Linked DNA regions of Mus musculus: region 2 is linked to region 1. Evidence: chromatin contacts called from public HiChIP or PLAC-seq data. All regions are on one chromosome and are shown on one strand. The core of a region is the stretch at or near the end of the contact, and the rest is flanking DNA. Distances in the headings are between cores, read along the strand shown. Region 1 overlaps Cdyl (chromodomain protein, Y chromosome-like). Region 2 overlaps 1700011B04Rik (RIKEN cDNA 1700011B04 gene).

The links. HiChIP or PLAC-seq counts read pairs in DNA pulled down with a chosen protein or histone mark.
Region 2: a contact with region 1 is called in an H3K4me3 HiChIP or PLAC-seq map of pro-B cells, with 6 times the contacts expected there. The contact joins two enhancer-like sites. A contact is called at or near these places in 2 of 39 promoter capture datasets (HPC-7-derived erythroid cells and hippocampal neurons), 1 of 15 datasets of contacts at CTCF or cohesin (the NIH/3T3 cell line), 3 of 484 Hi-C or Micro-C datasets (LSK cells, embryonic stem cells and epidermal suprabasal cells) and 2 of 115 datasets of contacts at active chromatin or transcription factors (large pre-B cells and pro-B cells).

Annotation. Positions count from the first base shown.
Region 1 is chr13:35,780,248-35,786,613 of GRCm38.p6, reverse strand. All of the region lies in intron 3 of Cdyl (chromodomain protein, Y chromosome-like), which reads right to left. Among named protein-coding and RNA genes, the nearest start is that of Rpp40, 120 kb to the left of the region's middle. Within about 2 kb of position 3,428, at least 78 of the 459 cell types and tissues checked have an H3K27ac peak or open chromatin away from gene starts, as enhancers often do. A contact at or near this core is called in pro-B cells, where this site is marked.
Region 2 is chr13:35,185,325-35,191,690 of GRCm38.p6, reverse strand. It overlaps 1700011B04Rik (RIKEN cDNA 1700011B04 gene), which reads right to left. Exons shown (of 3, transcript NR_045616.1): 3 at 3,677-4,156. Among named protein-coding and RNA genes, the nearest start is that of 1700011B04Rik, 6.9 kb to the right of the region's middle. Within about 2 kb of position 2,455, at least 148 of the 459 cell types and tissues checked have an H3K27ac peak or open chromatin away from gene starts, as enhancers often do. A contact at or near this core is called in pro-B cells, where this site is marked.

The sequences.
Region 1 (6,366 bases), core at 2,179-4,678:
CCAGGTAGCACTGCAAGCTCCAGTCTTCCCAAGTGCATCTGATGTTGCATGGGTACTGGCTCTCCAGGGAACTACTACACCTCAGCCAGATGGGGACTGTACCACTGGTCCTCTTGTTCACAGGCTTCCAGAGTAAACAGCTACTGGGTCCACTGCCTGTCCAGTCTCCAGCTACTGTTAAGACTATCTAATCTCTGATTGTATAATCTAACCAAATCTGTCTCTGTCTGTCTGTCTCTCCCTCTCCTCTCCTCCCTCTCTCTCCTCCCTCTCTCTCTCTCTCTCTCTCTCTCTCTCTCTCACACACACACACACACACACACACACACACACAGAGACAGAGACAGACAGAGGTAACCATAAGCTACCACCTTCTCACCTCTCAGGCACACTAATGAATAGCATATAAAGGGACAAACCCCAAGCCATGTGTCCCTTGCTGCTTTTTCCTTTTGTTATATTGATTAAACCTGTTTCTCTCTCCATTACATTTAGATTCCTACTTTTCTTCTACTGCTGACATATTAAAAACATTTTAATGAGCAGTGTCAGTATCTGCCAGGCATGGTGGCACATACATGTAATCCTGGCATTTGACTCTAACGCCCAAGCCCTGGGTGACACAGAGAGACCTTGTCTAAGACAGAAAACAACACTAACCAAACAACAGCAATTATAATAAGAAACCTTCATCAGGGTCACGTGCAAGAGCCAAGTTTGGCAGTGACACAAAGACAAGTAAGTGGCATGTCTAAAAAGGAGCAGAACGACCAATCTCCAGGACCGGGGGATAAAACTTTTAAAATCCAGAGGGAAGAACAGTCAAGTGGAGCAAATGAGGACCATATCGGTTTAAATTTCCAACTCCTCTTAGGAAGGTGAAACTCTGAAAGCACACACAGATCATTAACCCCACAGTGGGTCTGGAGAATTCATTTCTACTTTTGTAGTCACAGGTGGCATTTGTGGCCAGCACAGAAATCTTAAGCTTTACCAATAATGGTGATTTACAAGTTCCAGATTTAGGAAGTAAAAGTGATCAAAATAAATAACATTTTGATGGCTCAGCCCTTAACTGTGTGGTGCTCTTGCCCAAGACCTGTTCAGTTTCCAGCAGCTATGTCACGTGGCTCACAACCACCTGTTATCTGTTAATTCTGAAGTTCTGAAATTAACCACCTATTAATTCTGAAGTCAATTCTTGATGTTCACATTGCTGATTTTATGAGATTACTAAGAATACTAAAGCAATAAATACTAAAACACTGATAGTATAATAAAAGACAACAGTCTGTGGGGCGGGCTCTCTGGCCTCTCTGACAGAAAGACTGCAGTCTAATATAAACCCAATGGTTCTGGACCCCTCAAAACCAAAGTGAACTTAATTAAGTGTTAAATTTCTCAATAACTAAACTTAAAAAAAAAAAAAAGGCCACTTTCATGGTCACTGAAGTGAGCCTTGTCTATTCATGTGTTTTAGACATTGATTTCTGTTGGGTGATTTTCCACGACTCCACTCTAATTCTAGAGTTTATTTTTAAAAGGAGAGGTAAAAAGAAGTTGATTTATTTCTTAAATAAGGAAACAATAAAGGTGGTGGTGTAGTTTGAATGGAAGTGTCTAGCACAGGCTTTTATCTTAGAACCTTCAGTCCCTAGTTGACAACACTGCTTGGGGGAGGATATGGAAACATGCTGGAAGAAGTATGCCGTGCGGACAGGCTTTGATACATATACATATGTGTATGTGTGTATGTATGTATGTTTGTATGTATGGGAAGGATTAGGAGGTATGGCCTTAACGGAGGAAGTGTGTCACTGGGAATGGACTTTGAAGTTTCAAAAGACTCACACCATTCCTAGTGTGCTCTGGGCTTCTTGCTCGTAGATCAAGATGTGAGCTCCCTGCTGTTTGTCACCATGTCATTATGGGTTCTAATACTTTAAACCATAAGCCCAATTACATGCTTTCTTCTACAAGCTGCCTTGGTCAGTGTTTTATCTCAGCAACAGAAAAGTAATCAATACAGATTCTCCATCTGGAACCATACGCCAAAATAAACCTCCTTCCTAAATTGCTTTTGGTCATGGTTTTATCACAGCGATAGAAAAGTAATGAATACAGGTGGCAAACAAGATGTTGCAACAACTGAAATTTGGGTTATGGCTCAACGAAAAGTAAGTCAGACCATGGTATGTCTGTGATTTTGCAATGGGCAGTGTAAACCCATTTTACTCACAAAGGAATATGCATTACATTTTCTAAACCACACATTTTAATACCACATGGAAAACGGGGGCACTTTAAAGAATTCCCATACAGTGATGGCAATCACTGCCCTCTGGTTTACATTTCACATCTCTGACCTGTTGCTCGGACCATGAGAGTTTGGCAGCCACTGGGGTGAACAGGTGAGAGAGAGATTAATAGTGCTGAGGCGAGATGGGATTCTACCTCACATCATTAAGATCAATATAATTTAGTGCGCAACTAGAATACACAAAAAAAAGCTGACCCCGCGGCTACTGACATCCAAGACTGTGTGTGCCAAGAGTGGAGTAAGATTCGGGAGCATTCTGACACTCTAGATTTCACTCTGGGTGTGAGGCAAAGCCTTGTTACTATAGCATTCAGTCCGGTGTGGGCATGGTACTGTATCTCACCACCTACTTACTATGTTCTTACGGTTGCAGGATCTGAAACGCCTGCGGACATCATTTTGAACCACTTCCCAATGCACTCACTCACCCAGCACACTGATCCTGTCTCCCCTCACACAACTTCCTGTGTCCGTGTCTATCATGTCTCTTCTTATGAGGAACTGAAACTGGTAGAGACCCATTTCCCACTGAACAAGTGGCTGGTGTTACATACTGTTAAACTGCTTTAAAACATCAATACTAGAATTAATAAACTCTTACTGTAAGCACTCCTTGTGATGCTTACTTCCCTGTGTATATATAAGCAAAGCATGTCAGTGGGCGGGACATCTGGACTCTCCAATTGACAGCTGGGATTCACGGTGTTCTGGTTCCCTTGAACACAGACAGGACTGTCAGTCAAGCAGTACCTTCTATTTAAATGATCTCAAACACACCTTGGGGGAACTGCAGGAAGACTGCAGCTGCTTGCTCTAACTTCTCAAAGTGCAGCTCCAGCCGCAACTATTTCCAGGAGTTTCTTGTACCAGCTCTGCTGACTCTTGAACTCCTTCTCCCCAAGGCAAAGGGCGAGCATTCTCCTGCTCCTTCTTACTCTGAAGAGGTGAAGTAGAGCTGAGCGACAGTCATCTACAGAGGAACACCTTGCTACTGAAAACTGAAAGAGGCCGGGCTGGGACTAGAAGTGACATTTTAAAGAGAGGGAACTAGGGGTCACTTGCCAGATGGCAGAGGTAGAGATGTGGAAACCCTGTAGCCTTGACAGTGATGGGAGGTGGAGCCACTCTGACAGGCATGGGTGACAGTGGTAATGAGGACAGTCACAGACAGGACCTAAAGGGTTGATATTTAAAACTACACCACTAGAGGGTGCCACCTGCTGTTCCTGCCTGTCAAAAGTTAGGCATACAAAGGCTGCAGGAGGCAGCTGAAGTTTCTCCTGGATCAAGGGAGTGTCCAGTGTGGTGAGTGCAGGGTCATTTTATTTACAGAAGACACCAGAAAAGGTGTACTAGGATCCCGAAGAACTTGATGATGCAGAAAGAAGAAAATCTACTGGGGGAACTCATGGCATAGCCTGGTTTAGTTGGCACAGCCAGCACAAACACTAAAGTGCTGAGGTTAGAACAAGACACCCAGTCACCTCTTGGTAGAACTTTATTTTTTAAGACACTTTAACATCTTTTTTGGCCCTACAAGAGTAAATGAGATATATGGATCTTTTCAGTAATCACTTTCCAGGCACACAAAAATGCTACAAAGATCCACTACAGCTGCTGAGAACACGCATGTCTAGCTCCCTACCGAAGGAGCACTTATCCCCTCATGGGAAACCCAGATCTCTCCATGGTTAGCTGCTTTTCAAGATGATCCTGTTTATCTGTGTGTCCTGAGGATCAACCACCATAAACAACACAGAAAGGAGAGAAGTGTGCAATCAGTGTATAATCTGCATCACCATTCTAGGACGGCAGGTACAGTCCACATGCACATATGCACACATGCATGCATGTATGCACACATATATGAAACCGACGTCATGATCCACGGTCCAAGGGAACCAAGGGAATGCTCACTGCACTACTACCCTCACTCTGCCTGCATTAGGAGAAAAACCATTACCTAGGATCCTATTTATCATTCTGCATGAGCTCCTTCAAGCTTCTCACAGGAATGGCAGCTGGCACATCTGCCAGAGCAATCTCTAGTCCTAGCTTTGGCTAACAGGGGTCGCCTAAAACCATCATAAAGCACAGATATTTACATGATGACTCCTAAGAGTAGCAAAAGTACAGTTAAAAAGTAGCAAGGAAATGATTTTATGGTGGGGAGGGGATCACCATGACCTGAGGAACTGTATTAAGAGGTAGCAGCACTAGGAAGGCTGAGAACCACTGCTGTAGTAAGTGCAAGTCAGTGACTTCCCAGTCTTCCCAGGGCTGGAGAGATGGCCCAGCGACTACAGTACTTGCTGCTCTTGCAGAAGACTGGGGATTGGTTCCGTTCCAAGCACCCACATGGTGACTCAGAACCATCTACAACTCCAGTTTCAGGAAATACAATGCCCTTTTCTGACGCTTCAAGGGTACCAGGTACACATGCAGCACACATCCATACATGCAGCCAAGCACTTACACACATGAAAATACAATAAGTCTTTTTAAAAAAGTCAGTCCAGTATTTTTAGGACACATTTTATTCTCTATAGTTTGCTAGAATGTAGAAGTTAAAAATAACTGGAATGTACAGTTTTATTCAAAACACAAAATATGTCAACAAATCTGTTTACTCTGAGTCTGAGAAAGAAACTCTGGGCAAATTTTCCCAAAACAGAGAGACAAGCAGTAAGATTGTAATAACCACCAATAAAGCAAACCAGAATGGTGCAGAAATATCTCACACACAACCAACTTCCTAAACAAGCAGCGTAGCAAACTCAATCTTTTGGTGGAAAAAAAAAATCACAGGTGCCTCAGCGTACAAAGCATCCCAGACACCTGAGAGATGCAGGTCTGGGAACTCTATGAGCAGCTCAACATTAGATATTTAAGAGGATCCAACAATAGCAAGCAAGGAGCTGCGAACCGTGTCTTCAAAGTCAAGCCCACTCATCCCCTCAAAGGCAGCAAACAACCTCCTCACCAGCAAGTGTGGACATGAGAGTATCTTCCAGACACGTGGAACACACTCACTTCATAGTGAAATCCTGGAACACTCCCAGTACCTGCATGAAACCTGCGACATTATCTACCAAGCCTATCTGAACAGCCCTTCCTGGAAACCCCCAGCCTAGCAGACAACATGGATATAAAATTTCAAGGAAGGAGGCGCTAACAGAAAGTAGATTAAAGTGCAACACAACATATACACTTGTAAATATATGCACATATGCACCTAGCCACAAAACATCAAAGGGCTTAAAAACAAGTTCAGAGAGACACACCATCCGTGTTAAACCATCAGTAGTCAAACAAGACTGTTCACTCAAAATGATGCAGAAATTCAATGCAAGTTCCTACCATGAAAACCCCTGAAGGTCCCACAGGGCCCAGCAGAGTGAACTCAGCATCTCTATATGAGAACACGAAGTTTCCTGAAAAGCCAAAAGAACTTTTATAATAGCAGGGGGAGAGCTCGCCAATTTGAGATGAAAACTTACAAAGTTGTAGTAATTAAGCCCTTGTTACACACAATAAGAAACATGCAACCATAGCCACAGAAAACAAACTTAACACTCAAACTGATCCCACACTTGGGCGGCAACTGGCAGGCCCTTTAATACACACCCTTCCATCTGACTATCTCCTGGTACTTTCATCTGATTCACCCTGAGAATTTACTGCCTTACTGGACCTCTAAGAGGAAAAAGAAAAAGAAGGGGGAGGGAGGGGGGAGGGAGGGAGGGGGGCAAGAGGAAAGGAAGGAGGGACAGACCACTGAAGGAAAGTCAGGCAACACTAAGGAAAGGATGACACAGGTCTACCCACAGCAACATGAAGAGCATCTGGCTGATGGGAAAGGCTGCAATATTAGACCCTTTGTGTGTGCACTTAACATGATCATATTCAAGTACGCTGTGGCCGGAATAACCTCGGCAAGAGCTCACTTCTTGAACATTCCTCTTCCCCAATTAACCAATCCCATCACGCTGTGAATCAGAGCTCCCACCAAAGTCATCACCTGCATCAGCAATTACAAAAAGGAA
Region 2 (6,366 bases), core at 1,206-3,705, 590 kb after region 1:
GAAATGACTGATGGGGTCATATTCTCAAACAAGTCCAGACTCCTCTTAGCTCAGCTCAGTTGGAAGAAAGAAAATCATTCTTAGGCAGGCACCTGGAAGAAGCTGTGATTGCCAATTGTGTCCAATGAGTCGGTTTCCCTCCGGAGAGGCTTGACACCTATCCATCTGCATGATGTCCTAACAATAGAAAATCAGAGCAGGCAGTATCTGCCTGCTGCTCCAAGCCTAGATCATCCCTCAGGGGTTCTCCCCTCGTAGGGCTATACTGTGCTCCTGCTCTGTGAGATTTTCCAGCCGAGTTTAAAGTACACCATAGTCCAGGTGTTTAATGTCACAATACAAGACCAATTTTATAAGGTGCTCTTCCTTGAAGAGTTAGGTGAAGGGACTCAAAAGGACAATTTGCCCCAACAATAAAGCTATTTATTTGTTCTGGGACAGCTGTCACTGTACAGTGACACTTCCACTATGCAAGATTTGCACTTTGAAGCTTATTGATAGATTTAATTTTTATGGTGTTCAGGTTTGTATGATAAGGCCTGGATATATCTCAACTACTTTGATCAATAATAGGCCAAGCTTTGGCAAGTCAAATCCTCTGATAATTCTTAAGTTGCCTGAGTCCCAATTTAGCCTCCCAAACTTCTTTTCATTATGGCTTGAAATTTTACAAATTTACAGAATTATCATCACACTGTAAAATTTTCAAAAGAGGGATTATTGGGGGGGGGCGGTAAGAGGGTGAGAATGCAGGGACAAAATTAGCCTGGTCTCAAAGCCAGATCACCAGTTATCAAGTATAGGTAAGTGGCTGTACACTCTTCTTTACTATTAAATGGAGGTGGGAAGGCAGCCATGGTGGTGCATACCTATAGTCCCAGCACTTCGGAAGCGTAGGCGGGAGTATCATAGTTCAGGGTCAGTCTGGACAACACAGGGAGACCCTGTCTCAAAAATGGGGAGGGGTATGTGAAATTTATTCCAAAAGACGGTTGTGAAACTACAAGCTGTTTCATGCAATAGGTGCTCAGCTAATCATCCTGGCTGTGTGGATTGCATCGATTGCTCTCAGCAGTGTTGGAAGTAGCCTTGAGCTCTGCTTTTCTTGATCCCTTACATACTTTGTTTCAAAAGGAGGCTCACCTTATACACGAAGAAACTGAAACTTAACAGGTTAATAGCTAGTTCAAGTGGTCAATTAGAACCAAAGAGCCAGGGGTGGTTTTCTCCAGACTTGTTTTGTAGTCCCCTTCTTTAGATCACATTCTTTTGATTTGTTTTATGGTACTGGGGATTGAACTAGGGCCTCATGTATGTTAGGAGGCAAATGCTTTACCTCTGAGCTGTCCCCAGTCCTCTTTTCACTTTGGGACAGGGTCTCATGAAGTTTCCCCTGGTTGGCGGTGAACTTGCCATCCGCTTGTGTCAGCCTTTCCAGTAGCTAGGATTACAGGCTCAAGTTACCATCTCTTTTTGATCTGATTAAGATTGACATCCCTAGGCCTTTAAATTATTCCTTTTTTTCCTTCATTTCATTTCATCTTTATTTTCTCCCTCTCTTTTTTCTCCTTATAAGTGTATTTGTAGCATGGGCAAAATGCCCTCTCTGTCTTCATAAGACAACTATGTAAGAGAAATACAAAAGAATCTTCCTGGTGCCCACATTTATACATTTTACAAATACACACACACACACCACATACATAAGTTACAAAGGACAGATGCATTATTTCAATATAGATAATTGTTGCCTCTTTCACAAAAAAAAAAACACAGGAGACATAATCAATATAGAATCATATCTCTAAGCATCCCTGACCCTGACATGTCATCTCCAGTATCTGTGTTGGCCCAGAAATACGACCAGGTAATAGCTATAGAACCTTGACTCGAATCTATTCAAAATACATTAAGATTGATGATTTTATTATGTGAGTTCACTCACGTGTGCACACACACATGCGTGTAGCCATGCCTGTGATTATGTGAATTTTCCTTCCAGGAGCCACAAGCTGTGGGCACAGCCCCAGTGTGAAAAGAGCCAGTGTTGTCCAGGGTAACAGCACTGTCTAAGAGAGCTGACTGGACATGCTGTGTTCACAGATCTGACTGCATCTTCAGACGATAGTCTGCCAAGCTAATGTGATTAATGTGTTCCTGGTGGCAGCATTTCCTGCTACTCTGTTTTCCGTGAAGACAGATCACACTGCCTCGCAGCCTCCAACTGAGCTCTAGAAGCCAGGCAGGAAGGAAGCCAAGCCCACTGCCGCCCACACCTCACCTCTGCACCTCAGCTGCTATGCACACATTCCACCAATTTTTCAGAAAGGAGCGCCATCCATGGAGGATGTGGAACAGCTGGGGGCCCTGATTTTGCGCCCTCTCTCTTCCTCCATGCCCCACCACACAGTCTCTGCAGATGTCTAGTGTGAAGCGGAAGCGGTGTGGCTCGTTAGCATGCCCGGAAAAGCGGCAGACGGAAGTGATCTGACAGGCCTACTCTTGCAGCTGCAGGGAATTGGTGGGTGGAGTGCCAGGGGCCAAGAGAGGACGAAGCTCAAGCGTGTCTTCACCCTTTGGCTTCCTTGAAGTACGAAGGCCTGTGGCCTGCCCTTGCTCCTCACCCTGTGGCACACTGGTCGAGCAGGTTACACCAGATCCATAGCCTTCCATGCACTACCCAGTTTCTTAGAAGTTAAGGCGCGTCAAGAATAAAATGAATGAAAATGCTTTTGCTGGGGGAGAAGTAAATACGAAGCTTTATAAAAATAATCACCCAAAGAACCAGGTCAAAGGTCGGTGGCCCTGCCCTTGCCCGTAGCAGACATCTGGGTTTTCTGTGTTAGTTCGTTTTTAATTCTGGAGTCAGGTGACACTTCACCCAGAAGACAAAAATGCATTCCCAGGATCAAAAGATGCTCATTTTATAGACAGAAAGGGTCTGAAAACAGAAACCAGAAAGAGGAAAAAGTGAGATGGGTCACTTCCAAGTCACTTTTGATGGTGGCTCATCTTGATCATTAACGTGATTGGATTGAGAAATAACATAGGTTAGAAAGCGCCCTCTCCAGATGTCAGAGGATTAAGACTAAAGACCCTCCTCAAATGAGGCCACATCACCACATGTGCTGGCATCCTGGAGCCAATAAGAGCAGAAGAAAACTGCCTGCTAGTGGGTCCTCTTTCTTGACACCTCCCACTCCAGCTTTTCTCCTTCTTCTCTCCTCCCTTCCCCACTCCTCCCACCAGGTCTCTCTTCCCACAACCTTCTTCATGTTTGCTATGAGGTAAGGAACTCTGCTCCACCGCACACCTTCTGCCATCCGACATTGTCATCCTGTGCAACATCTTCACCATTTAGAAACCATGAACCAAAACAAATCCCTTCTCACTCGAGAGCCATGACAAAAAGTCCGACTAACACTTTCCTGCTCTGCTTGGGAAATGGGGACAAAAAGACAGAACCATAGAAAAAGAACTGAGTGCTTATCAAAGGATTGTGTCAAGTTACCTCCTGTCTCTCCTCCCTGGGGGAACCAGCCTCTTACGCACTGGGCTGGGCTGAATGGAGGGAAGCTTGGCGTGGGTGGGTGGGTCCAATGCAGGGCCTTGGTCCGAGGTGAGTGTGTGGGTAAAGAACACACACATGCACACACACACACACACACCAGGATTAGCTTCAGAGACTGATTCAGTTTATTGTGGAAGGAGGAAAAAAGCTTTGAGGGGCGGGCTATCAGGGTGAGTGTACCTCATTGGCTGGGGATGCCTCATTTGCATAAGGAGGAATTCCAGGTGCTGCTGCACATGACTTATAAGGGGAAAGGAAGTTTAAATTGGCCACTGGCTACTTGACCTCCTCTGGTAAGGTAAGGGTGGGGGGCACTGGACTGCGTGCACAGGTACATACAGGCCTGGGGCAGAGGCGGCAGTATTCCTACTTCTACAGATCTCAGGATGAGATTTCAGGGGTTTGAATTGCCTCCACCCCACTCTTGCTCCACGGCTGCTCCTCTCAGTCCCATAGCTCTCTGGCCCCACATAGAGTTGTTGTTGTTGGTGGTGGTGGTGGTGTCATCGTCGTCATCGTTGTTGTCTCATTGTTCAAAAGGATTAAGGCAAAAGAAACTTCATCATTATCCCAATTGAAACTGTCCTGTTCAGGAAATGAGGCGATTTCATGTTATATCTTCTGTCATGATTTCTTGGACATTCTGATACCCGGCTTAATTTCCAACATGGTGACACAGAATTTTAGTGTGAGTGGGTAACCCAACTGTGATTTCTAGTTTGATGCTATAGTATGGATGCTGAGTGTCCCCTAAAGGTCCATGTGTTAGAGGCTTGGTCCCCACGGTTTGGGTCTTAGGAGGGTGTGGTACCTTTGAATGATAGGGCTTAATGGAAGGTCCTTAGACAACTGGAAGAGTGCCTCAAAGAGAAAGAGGACGGTGGGGTCAATGCTCCTTCTTGTTCTTCTTGTTCCCTTTGTTCCTCTCTCTCTCTCTCTCTCTCTCTCTCTCTCTCTCCCTCCCTCCCTCCCTCCCTCCCTCCCTCCCTCCTGGCACTTTTGCTTTGCCACAGGCTCCTGTCAGAACATGTGAGAACATGATGTCCTCACCTGAATCCAAATCAATCCAATCAGTCATGCATTGAAACCTCTAAAACTGAGTGAAAATAACTTCTGATCTAATAATCTATATTAGATGTGCTCTACATATATACTATAGTAATATAATGCCAATTAACACACTGGTCAGTGGAGGCTCCATGCAAGTCCAACACAGTGGCACCTTCAGACCTCTAGTGAGAGGGCAAGGCTGATTCCATGACAGGTTTCAAATTGGCAGTTAAAGAAACTAGGCCTAAAAACCCAGGCTTCAGGCACCAGTCAGAAACTTCCCCACCACCTGGCCTGAAACAAGGACAATGGGAATGGTTTAGTAGTTTCCAGCTAGCCGCCTTACCCCAGTAATGGAATGTCCTTAGAGATAGGGTACGATGAAGCCCACCTACTCCAGGATTCCCCTAGGGTGCTTTAAATTGGGCCTGAGAACTCACTTTGGGGTCTCTCTATCTTGGTAATGGGGAGACCCCAGCATGCTGGGCCTTCACTCCTTGTGTCTACATACTATTTGAATCCAGGGTGTCATTCTTTGGGTGAATCATGGACCCTTACACTAGCTAACGGGGTAGAGGAATCAACTGCCCCCATTTCCGTCTGCAAACCTTCTTGCAAACTCAAATTTTGTGAAACAGAGCATCTCCAGCACATTGCCGTAACCTGGGGGTAAAAATGGATCCAGACACCTCACCCTGGCGTAGAGATTTGACGTCCATAGGGTTGGATCGGCCTAAGGACATCTCAAAGATCCCATCGGATTCTGATGTGCAGGGATGCTTGAGAACTGTTGTTAAAGCCTGGGGTCCCCTCCACCCTTCTCTATCCCACTCCAGCCTTTCCAGAGCTCAGCTGCCTCCAGTTACAATGACTGCTGATTGTGACGCTGCAGCCTCTGGTGTTCCTGATGTATTCACTGCTCTGACTTTGAGTGCCGCTGCTGAGTGCCTGGACAGAAAGTGACCCCTAGAACTGCATGCAATGGTTCCCAGAAAATGGAGTTTCTTTTGAAGTGCAGACCCTACAATGTCTCACCCCCCCCCCCAAGGTAGGTATGTGGTGTGTGTGTGTGGGTGTGGGTGTGTCCATGACTTAGAAGTGAGAAACATTATGACCCAGGGGAACGTAAGAACCTTATGAGGCCCATGACAAGGAGCAGAGGCATAAGCCTTGAGAGGTGCTTAGAAGCCAATGCTCTGTGATCCTCTTTACAATGCTCCTAGTAGAAACTTGAAATCATTTATACTGTTAACCCCTATTAGCAAGCAGAACTCATGCAGGGAACCCAGAAGGAAGACTAAGACGACTCATTTAATGGCTGCTGGTTTAGCTCTCTACCGAATGGAGCTCATGTCCTTAACAGAAACGAACGAAGCTCTGGATGACTGTGAAGAGACATGTGTGAAGTTGGCTCTGACCTTCACTTGTAATTTCATAAAATTGCAATAGTGATGATTCTATTAAATAAATAGCCTTGTAAAGGCTGTAATTATGCCTGTCATCACATGAATGTAATTTACCAAATAGTACAGACCACTACAGTTCTCCTGCTTCCTTAGGAAGCTTGGGAAATGCCAAAATCCTGAATTTTTAAAGTTTAAACTGTGAGGACAAGGTGGGTGTTCCTGTCAGACACTTGAATAAAGCCAAAAAAGTAGAGAAAGAATTACCGTCTTCTGATTTTCATCTTCCTTCTCGATATGTGGCCATAGCAACAATTGCTTAACATGTGAAGTGGGGCGGGG